Regions from separate parts of the Mus musculus genome. Here region 1 is linked to region 2. Evidence: chromatin contacts called from public Hi-C data. All regions are on one chromosome and are shown on one strand. The core of a region is the stretch at or near the end of the contact, and the rest is flanking DNA. Distances in the headings are between cores, read along the strand shown.

Region 1 (4,920 bases), core at 982-3,481, 280 kb after region 2:
GCATTGAAATGATGGGAACACAGACATCCTAGTTGATGTGGAGGTTTGCACCAGGCTGTGGAAATCCTCCCAGCCGGGCTACATAATGGACAACCACTTAGGTGTCAGTGCCTGTGAGCCAGGCAGCTTGTCAGTAAAATGGGCACATAGCAAGCTCTTTGTAACTAGTAGTAGCTGCTATTGAGTACTATGTCGCAGTGATTTCTGGAAACACAAGGAATTCTGGGTACTTAGCAGCCGTTGATCATTAGCATCTTTCCTTTTTCTTTTTAAGATTTACTTACTAATTTATTTTATGTATATGAGTACACTGTAGCTGTCTTCAGACACCCCAGAAGAGGGCATCGGATCCCATTACAGATGGTTGTGAGCCACCATGTGGTTGCTGGGAATTGAACTCAGGGCCTCTGGAAGAGCAGTCAGTGCTCTTAACAGCTGAGCCATCTCTCCAGCCCCTTAGCATGTTTCTTAATGTAACATTCACTCTCTGCCCCAGTGCTCTTGTGAGCTGCCTCCCTCTGGTCTGTAGGCTCATGGGAATGACACCTTCAGTGGGCAGGGGAATGTCTCCCTCGGTCTCTGGGATTTCCCCTTCTAGACTTCGGAAGAGAGTTTGGGAAAAGATTGTCTAGAGCCTCAGTCTTTGTGTGGCTGCTTTTCTGACCCCTCCTGCTTGCTTACACTACATCTGAGACATGATTTTCATTTCAGGTGCTGCAAGAGTACACAAGTGATGATATGAATGTGGCTCCTGGTGACAGGGTCTGGGTCAGAGGCTGGTTTCCCATCCTGTTTGAACTCTCCTGCATCATTAACAGATGCAAGTTAGATGTACGCACAAGGTAACTGGATCCCCAAGGCAGCTGGACATCAATGTTAAAATGAGTCGCTTCTTACCCCACCCCAGGTTCACACCTCCCCTCCCTGACCCTTGCCTCCATCTCAGTTTGGCCATTTCTTCCTCACCTTCTCCCTGCTCTCCTTTATTTTTCCCCCAGGGGACTCACGGTCATGTTTGAGATTATGAAGAGCTATGGCCACACCTTTGCAAAGCACTGGTGGCAGGACCTGTTCAGAATCGTGTTTCGAATTTTTGACAACATGAAACTCCCTGAGCAACAGTCAGAGGTGGGTGATGTCTACAGTGTGGCCTGTGAGTAGATGTAATGGGCCCATGGCCGGCCTCCTCCTTGGGGTTGTCTTGCCAGATAACAGGGGTTTAACAACTTAACAACTATTTAAGATGCTTCTACAAGTGGACAGAAGCACTGACCATCTTAGACCAGTGTCAGCTAGTTCTGGGAGATCCCTTTCTGGGAAAAGGGAGAGGAAGTTCCTCATGGTTTGCCCTCCTGGACCTGGACACTGCCTGCCAGCTCTGCAGGCTCATGGCTGCTCTTCTTGTGTGTGCCACGCTCTGACCTGGTCTTGCAGGATCGAGAGCAATGGCAGAGATGCACAGACAAGACAAGCACAGCTGTCTTCTTTTCTTTTTCTTTTTTGTCTTTTTATGACAGAGTTTATTTGTGTAGCCCTGGCTGACCTAGAACTTAGTTTGTAAACCAGGCTGGCCTCACAGTCATAGCTATCCACCTGCCTCTGCCTCCTGAGTGCTGAAATTACGAGTGTGTGCCATCACTACCTGACTGGCCCTTTATTAATGTATTATTTCAGGAACATCATTTCCCCCTCATACCAGCATAAAAATAACATGCACTAGATGAAATATTCCGGATACACAGAGTTCACACCTCTATCACATAGAAACTGAGGCTACCACTATGTTGTCTTTTCCTACTTAAACAGTTTATACAGTTGAAGTCCTAGTGTAGACATTTGTCCTGTTCTTTAATGTTAGAGTAATTTTTTCCTCATCATAAATAGATAGATAAATATTCATTTCAGAAAAATGCTTGTCTAGCATGCAGGAAGCATGTGGTCCGCACGTGTGCTCCAGCTCTAGGGTTTGTTTCTGCAATGCCCAGCCCCCGCATAGCTTTCTACACAGATTCTAGGGGTCTGGGGATTGGACTCAGTCCTCATGCTCGCTGGGCGACGCTCTGAAGTGAGCGTTCCTAAATTCCCTTGTAATTGAGGACAGGAATCCGGGAGGCCTAACTTCTGCATTCATGTCCACACACCATGGCTTGCATGTCTGCAGGGCACTGTGGGCCTTCCCCTTTCCCCACACTATCCAGCCTTTGCTTTCATTTACCTCGGTGCTCTGCACGGGCAGAGGCTCTGCTGGCTGGCTGGCTGGCTGCCACCACTGATCACCACATCTTCCTATTGGGACCTGGCTTTTTGGACCTGGCTTTTTGTCCTGTGTCATCAGCTTTTCCCAGTTGCTTCCTCTTCTGTTTGTTGAGGGGCTGGGTTTGGTTGGTTTTTCACTTGTGTGTTTTGTTTTTGAGGCAGTGTCATCCTCCAGCCTGGGTGGACCCGAAGGTCACTTTGTAGTCTTACTTTTTCATTGGTATCTTTATTTTCTTTTTATTTAGTTTTTTCTGGCTGTTCTGGACTCCATATATAGATCAGGCTAGCCTCAAACTCTCAAAAATCCGCCTGCTTCTGCCTCCCAGATGCTGGTATTAAAGATGTGCACCACCAACGTCCAGCTTAAAACTTTCCTCACACAGTATATTTTGGTTGTGTTTTCCCCTCCTCCAACTGTTCCCACATTCTTCCCGCATACCCAACTTTGTTCTTTCTCATTGTCTTAAAAAACACACACACACACACACACACACACACACACACACACACACACACACACACACAGTGTAACTCCTCACTCTGTATCGCTCCATTGCGGAAAGTGGATTTCCCTTTCCTGGCAACTGTCAGCTGCAGATGGCTTCTTGGTCAGGGGTGGGGCTCTGTAGGCCAGCACCTGTGCTGGTCTTTATTTACGCTATGTTACCAGGTCTTCAGTTTCATTTCCTTCTGGCTTTTATTTTGAGAACCCTATTCGTGACACTTTTCTTTTCTGTCATTGTGTAATCATTTTTATATTTCTCTGGTACTTTTATGCCGTCATTTTTTGAAAGAGTGTGGGGGGGGGCAGGATAAGGTGCTGGGTGACCGCCTCTTTCATAGTCCACTATTACTTTGAGTCAAGCTCTCCTGGTGAATGTGAGGCTCTCATTGTCTCCTCTTGGCAAACCCCAGCGGCGCCATATTCCCTCAGCCCTTCCCACACATGGGGCAATGGGTGCCTGGGACGGTAAGCTTGTTCCAAGGCTGTGAAATCTGAACTCCAGCTCTCGTGATTGCCTAGCAAGTGCCCTCGACTGCTGAGCCATCTCTTTAGCCCGTATGCAGTTGTCTTTATTTTCCCATATTATTTTAAGGGACAGTTTAATATTTGTGAGTCCACAGTGAAGCCTATCACACCATGCAGTTTTCAGAGTCTGAATGTTACAGGGGTGGACATTTTCTTCTGCAAACATTTCCTCACCCGCCTGACTGTTTCTGTAGGATCTGACGGTGGAGAGAGTAGTTCTGAGCAAGCAGAAGCAGTCAGGTTTGAGATGTCGATACTTATGTGAGTGACAGCCAGGCTTGCAAGAGCAGCCATCTTACCCTAGAGATGTTGGTTTTGAAGATTCATTTTTTTTCCTTTCAGAAATCAGAGTGGATGACGACCACGTGCAATCATGCACTGTACGCTATTTGTGACGTATTCACCCAGTTCTACGAAGCTTTGCATGAAGTGCTTCTCTCTGATGTGTTTGCGCAGCTGCAGTGGTGCGTGAAACAAGGTATTCATTAAGTGAGGGAGGGGCAGTGTTTCCTCGTACACAGTCTTTATGAGGAATTAATTTTCTGTCATAAAAGTATAAATGCAATGCCAAGGGTCACTGTGTACAATTCAGTCCACCAGTCCCTTCCCAGGTTGATTTATAAGCACAGTTTAAAGGTGGATTTTGTTGTTTTTGTTTTAAAGGGTGAGATGCACTTTTGTGCTTTAAAGTTTGTTTTTTTTTTAATTCCCCTCCGTTTCTCCCTCCCTCCTTTCCTCCCAGCCTGTGTCTGTCCATCCGTGTGTACATCCGTGTGTCCATGAGCTATTCCCTCAACTCCCTTCTTTCAAGTTTTATGTGTTTGTAATTTTTTTATAGTAAACTATTTTTTAAAGTACTTTTGGAGTTACTATCACCAGCTACATCAGTGACATCTTATTTAGTGGTTATGTGTTCATGTTAGTGTATACCAGATAAAAACCATGTATCCCTCAGACCTGGATCCATTTTGGCCTAGGGCAAAGTTAAATTCAGTTAAGATCTTTTTGAAAAGTGACTCCTTCTTTCCTCCTTCTCTGTGCAGCCTGGCTGTGCTGGAACTTGATCTGTTTAGACAGACTGGCCTCAGAGTCACAGAGATCCGCCTGCCTCTGCAGCCCAGGCGCTGGGGTCAGAGGTGTCTGCCACCACGCCCTTCTGGCGAAAAGGACCACATTTTAAAGGAAGTAGCAAATAGCTGTAGTACTTTGATAGCAAAAACTGGAAAGGTAGTTAGTGATTATATCAGAAACACTATTTTTAAAAACAATTTATTTATTTATTTATTTATTTATTTGGTTTTTTGAGACAGGGTTTCTCTGTGTAGTCCTGGCTGTCCTGGAGCTCACTTTGTAGACCAGGCTGGCCTCGAACTCAGAAATCCGCCTGCCTCTGCCTCCCGAGTGCTGGGATTAAAGGCGTGTGCCACCACGTCCGGCTAAAAAAATTTTTTAAACAAACCAGAGAACTTTATTGAATCCACCCTTCCCAAATTAGGCCAAAGGAGGAGGGTCCCTTTGGGGTTAGCTGATTTTTTTAAAGATTTATGTATTTATGTTTATGAGTACACTGTAGCTGTCTTCAGACACACCAGAAGAGGGCATCAGATCCAATTACAGATGGCTGTGAGCCACCA
Region 2 (5,023 bases), core at 63-2,562:
GACTTCCGTCTCCGGCATCGAGTAGCTAAGCCTTTCCTGTCACCTTTTCCTTGAATCTCCTGTCCTTACAGAAACAGAGTCTAAACCAGCGGTTCTCAACCTTGCTAATGCTGGGGGGCCCTTTAATACAGTTCCTTATGAAGCCAGGCGTGATGGTGCACGCCTTTAATCCCAGCACTTGGGAGGCAGAGAGAGGCAGGTGGATTTCTGAGTTCGAGGCCAGCCTGGTCTACAAAGTGAGTTCCAGGACAGCCAGGGCTACACAGAGAAACACTGTCTCAAAAAAAAAAAAAAAAAAAAAAAAAAAATGCAGTTCCTTATGTTCTCGTGACCCCACCAACCATAAAATTATTTTCATAGCTACTTCCTAACTGTAATTTTCCTACTGTTAGGGATCCTAACGTGAATATCTGTGTTTTCAAATGGTCTTAGGCAACCTCTGTGAAAGGATCAGCCAACATTTGCCTCAAGTGCCTGGGAAGCAGGGAACCAAATAATTAACCAATATAAGTACATTTGTGCTGGAGAGATGGCTCAGTGGTTAAGAGCACTGACTGCCCTTCCAGCGGTCCTGCGTTCAATTCCCAGTAACCACACAGTAGTTCACAACCATCTGTAATGGGATCCAATGCCCTCTTCTGGCATGCAGGTATACATGCAGACAGAGTACATATACATAAATAAATAAATAATAAGTAAAATAAAAGTATGCCCACCGCACCTCTGTCCAGATGTGGCCCACCCTGACCCTGCAAGCCAGGCAGCCATAGAAGGCACCTGCTTCCACCTGCAGCCCCAGGGAAGCCTTCCTCTCCAGCGGTCATCCATGGGGACTTGCTCATGTCTCCTCTCTCCAACTCTGCTCTACCCCCTCACTGCCTCCTCCGACCTGCCACCAACAGTGCAACCTCGGGGGCTTTGCAGTGAGTGCTTCATCTTTCTAGAACCCTCGTCCTCCAGAAGTCGTCTCCTAGAGCCATCGCTCCATCCCCAGTGACATCTCTCTGGCCACTGTCTCTCTGCATACACTGGCTTCCTTCTCTAATCTCAGGTATCTGCTGATAACTGCCAACTCGGCACACGCCTCACACCTGCCCAGTGTATATCTGGCCCCGCCCCCTGACTTCGCAAGAATCCATGGAAGGTAGGAACTGTATCCACCTTGACGGGACGGTGTTCCCAAAACTGAGCTGGTCATGCACTTGGGACATCAAATTAGACTAACAAAGGTGGCAGCCCCATGCTGGAGGGCCAGGCCCAGGGAGACCTGCTGAGTCAGCCTGAGGCTCGCACTCACTCTTTGGCCTTGGTGGCCACCAGGAGGCGGAGCGGGCGGCGGGAGCAGAAGAACTGGTTGAGGATGGTCTCCACCTCAGAGAAGGGACGCAGGAACACCAGGTCCTCGTTGATGGAGTAAATCTTCCTCCCAGCCTGCAGGCCAGCCATCTGGAGGGACAAGCACAGGTGTCACTGGCCTCCTCCCTCTTCACCGAGGAAGCTGGAATGTTCTAGAAGCACCAGGAAGCTGGGCTCTGAGCTGTAAATGAAAGCCCAAGGAGGCAAGGGTGGGTGGCAGTTCCCTTGGGAAGAAATGGCCAGCGCCAGCCTGTGTTGTGACGGCACAGAGGTCAGTGTGGTGGCCACTTTGTAACCATGGGAATGTGAACAAGACTGTGGAAGGAGATGCCATAAACTGGGGTTTGGGAGACAGAAGAAACCCTGCAGGGAGCCAGCCATCTGCTTTCCCTGCACGTCTCCAAGAGCCCAGCAGGTGGCGCTAGTGGAACGTGCCAGGAAGGCAGTCTCATTCCCAGCTACCCTGCATCTCAGAGACACGGGGTCACCCCCAGCTCAGGTACCACCCCACCTGAGTGGCCACCGGTGGGTCTCACCTCAGCCAGCGAGCCCCTCTGCACAGACTTCACTACCACAGCCTTGTTCTTCTCCTCAAGGTCGAAGCCATAGTCGTCCTCCTGTGGCGGGATCTGAAAGCCCAAGATGCACTTATGGCAACCAGACGGGAGCGACGACAACACCCTTCTCCCCAAGAACTAGGATCCTGCGGGGGCGGGGGGTGTGTGTGGCAAGTCTACAAGGCCCCTGAGCTGCCCCACTTTTACTGCTGACTGAAGGAAACAGTCTACAGTGTGACTGGGAATGTACTCAGGCTAAAGTAAAAGAAGAGAGCGGGTGGGCAAAGAGCTCTAGGCAGCAGGTACAGGGGGTGGGAAGGCCCAGAGGCAGCCCCAGGGAGAGAGACTAGCCTGGCTCAGACAGTGAGGAAAGCGTTACCCAGGGGACAAAGCTGGAGAGGCAGGAAGAGCTCAGGACAGACGCTGACTCTTATCCAGGTGTGGTGGGTTACACTGGAGGGCTTTAGAGCACCAGAGGGAACTGCCGTCCCCAGGATTACCACAGACCAGAGAGGTTAGAGTGGCTATGGACAGACCTCTTCCGGACAACTCGCCACAAGCCCAGCCTAAGAAGTCAGGCTAGGTGGGCTGGGATGCCAACCTTGCTGACCTGGTTAGTAAATGTCCCAACTGCAGACACTCAAGGCTCCTGGATGCGAGCAGGACACAAACTCCTGAGAGCTATCTATAGTGCTGGAGGAGGTGACTCAGGAGGCACAGTGAAGCAATGGCTGTGGGCTAGATGAAAGGGTAGGAACTCCTGCAGCCCCAGCGTTTCATGAGGAATATAGTCCTGGCTAGCACAGTGACTTGGCTTTTCTGTCCCAAGACTCATGCTCAGAGCTGCATGCCCTGCTCTGGCCACTGTCTGAAGCTGCCCAGCTCCCAGGCCACAGGAGAGGCAGGGAAGAGAGGCAGAACAGCCCTACTGTGAGCCTCCTACCAGCAGTCGCTTTGCCAGGATGTTCTCCACCAGCTTGAAGTCATTGCGAAGCTGTTTGTTCTTGCTGCTGGTCCCCTCCATCTCCTCATCAGCATGGAAGCGGAAGTACTGGGACTCATCCTTGAATTCGCTCTTCTCCAGAACTGCAAGCCGCAGACACACAGTCGTGGTCAGATGGCAGCGGTTCGGCGCCTTGGCCAACCGGCAGCCACAGGCTAGAAGCAGCTCCCGGACAAGCGTGGCTTGGTCGAGAGAGCATTGTAAGGGAGCAGAATTGCAAGCCAGTGTTAACATGTGTGAACTCCACACAACGGCCTTGGCTCTCTGACTCCTTTAAAAACCTGACATGGCTTGGTGGGTTCAGTGCCTGCCATACAAGCAGTAAGGCCTGCGTTTGGATCCACAGTGCCGATATAAATGCCCTGTGAAGCACATGCCTCTAACCCCAGTGCTGGGGAGACAGAGACCAGCACATCTTCAGAGCTTGCTGGCCAGCAATTGACCCAGTTGGGAGGGCTCTGGGTTCAGATAGAGATCCTGTCTCAAAAACCACAGTGGAAAGTGGCTGAGGAAGGTACCCAGTGTCCCCCTCTGGCCTCCACATGAAGGGTGAGTCCAGCCACATGTTACACGCACACGCGCACACACAACAAGAAATCTTTAAAAACAAAAAAGAAGCTGGGCGTGGTGGCACACGCCTTTAATCCCAGCACTTGGGAGGCAGAGGCAGGTGGATTTCTGAGTTTGAGGCCAGCCTGGTCTACAGAGTGAGTTCCAGGACTGCCAGGGTTACACAAAGAAACCCTGTCTCTCCAAAAAAAAACAAAAAAACAAAAACAAAAAAACAGAAACAGAAACAGAAAAACCAAGAAAGAAAAAGCAAAGGAAGGAAGGAAAGAGAGAAGGTCCATCAAAGCAAAGAGTTAGCCTGTGAGGGCCTGCGTGCAAGAAGAGAGCCAGTCCAGATTCCTCCAGACCCCACTATGCTCATGGGGGGCCATTCTTCCTCCTGCAGGGGAACTACCTGTGTGTGAGTGGGCAACCCCTCTCCCGCTCTGGAACAAACAGGCACGCAAATTGCTACTTCCCTCAGAGCAGGGCGTGCCAGGCTCCGAGCATCCCGCTAATTTAGCCTCTGCTGTAAACATGGGGTTAGGAGGCTCCAGAGCTGGAGGAAGAGTCACCGTGCTGTCTCTGAGCAATGATGTCCAAGGAGACACAGAGGGACACTCTCCAGTCACTGGCCAGCCAGGTGAGGCCCCACCTCCCCCTTCCAGCCAAGGCTGCTAGCTCAGCTTTGAGAGGTGCACACAGACTGAAGTTCAAACCCCTCCAGCTGATACTTTAACCCTTTGCACTCTGGTTTTCCCTTCTAGAAGAAGACAAAAAGATGGTTCCAGGGCTGCAGTGGCAAGCTTCCTCTGTTTCCCTGTCTGCTAAGTCCCTCCCAGAAGACACTCGGGACCCAGACGTGGCAGAAGGTGCTGTCCCCTCCTCCACTCTGTGCTGACACTGCCCTTTGCCACAGCCACTCCCCAATGTTTGGTCCTTTCCTATTTTAGCAGATATTTGAGTTTGTGGTGGTGATGGGGGGATGTACAGCCTGCAATTTCCCCCATCAAGGGCCCTGAGGGCATCAGGCTGCCCAAGTACCCCTCCTTGTGTAGTCTCCCCAGATAGCTGCCTTCCGGGAACAAGGCTGAGTGGACCACAATTACCCTCACCCACAAATGAGAGGCTCCTGCAGAGGACGGGTGGCAGGGCCAGGGCTACTGGAGGGTGCAGGCGGCTTCTGAGAAGGAGACAGGCCCATGGGTGGCCAAGCCTGGTCCCTTCAGCTAAGGAAATGAGCAGTAGAGGGGACCAGGCAGCAAGATCTCTGGAGAAAACAGAGAAATTGAAGCCACAGGGGAGCTAAAGCCTACAGGGAGCAGAGAGCTCAGCCATGGACACAGACAGGCAAATTGCCTTCAGAATGCTATGGCCCCCGGCCAGTTTTCCTAAATAAAGTTTTATTGGCACCTAGCCACACCCATTTTGTTCCAGTGTTGTGGCAGCTGCTTGGCCCTTTGCAGAGCAAGTTCACTAAATCTAAGTTAGAACAAAGCTCACACTTCTGCAGTCTGTACCTGTATCCAAGCCTCAGCATTTGGACCACAGTACCAGC

What was found. Hi-C and Micro-C count contacts between places; a contact is called where the count stands out from the background.
Region 1: a contact with region 2 is called in a Hi-C map of bone marrow-derived macrophages, with 25 read pairs. The contact joins two enhancer-like sites. A contact is called at or near these places in 20 of 484 Hi-C or Micro-C datasets (the BV-2 cell line, the C2C12 cell line, CD4 T cells and 14 more), 3 of 115 datasets of contacts at active chromatin or transcription factors (embryonic stem cells and large pre-B cells) and 2 of 9 other capture datasets (embryonic stem cells and liver).

The regions. Positions count from the first base shown.
Region 1 is chr2:166,872,865-166,877,784 of GRCm38.p6, forward strand. It overlaps Arfgef2 (ADP-ribosylation factor guanine nucleotide-exchange factor 2 (brefeldin A-inhibited)), which reads left to right. Exons shown (of 39, transcript NM_001085495.2): 29 at 712-842; 30 at 999-1,128; 31 at 3,629-3,764. Among named protein-coding and RNA genes, the nearest start is that of Cse1l, 31 kb to the right of the region's middle. Within about 2 kb of position 2,232, at least 72 of the 459 cell types and tissues checked have an H3K27ac peak or open chromatin away from gene starts, as enhancers often do. A contact at or near this core is called in bone marrow-derived macrophages, where this site is marked.
Region 2 is chr2:166,590,904-166,595,926 of GRCm38.p6, forward strand. It overlaps Prex1 (phosphatidylinositol-3,4,5-trisphosphate-dependent Rac exchange factor 1), which reads right to left. Exons shown (of 40, transcript NM_177782.3): 16 at 2,857-2,999; 17 at 1,893-1,985; 18 at 1,298-1,446. Among named protein-coding and RNA genes, the nearest start is that of Gm29679, 29 kb to the left of the region's middle. Within about 2 kb of position 1,313, at least 18 of the 459 cell types and tissues checked have an H3K27ac peak or open chromatin away from gene starts, as enhancers often do. A contact at or near this core is called in bone marrow-derived macrophages, where this site is marked.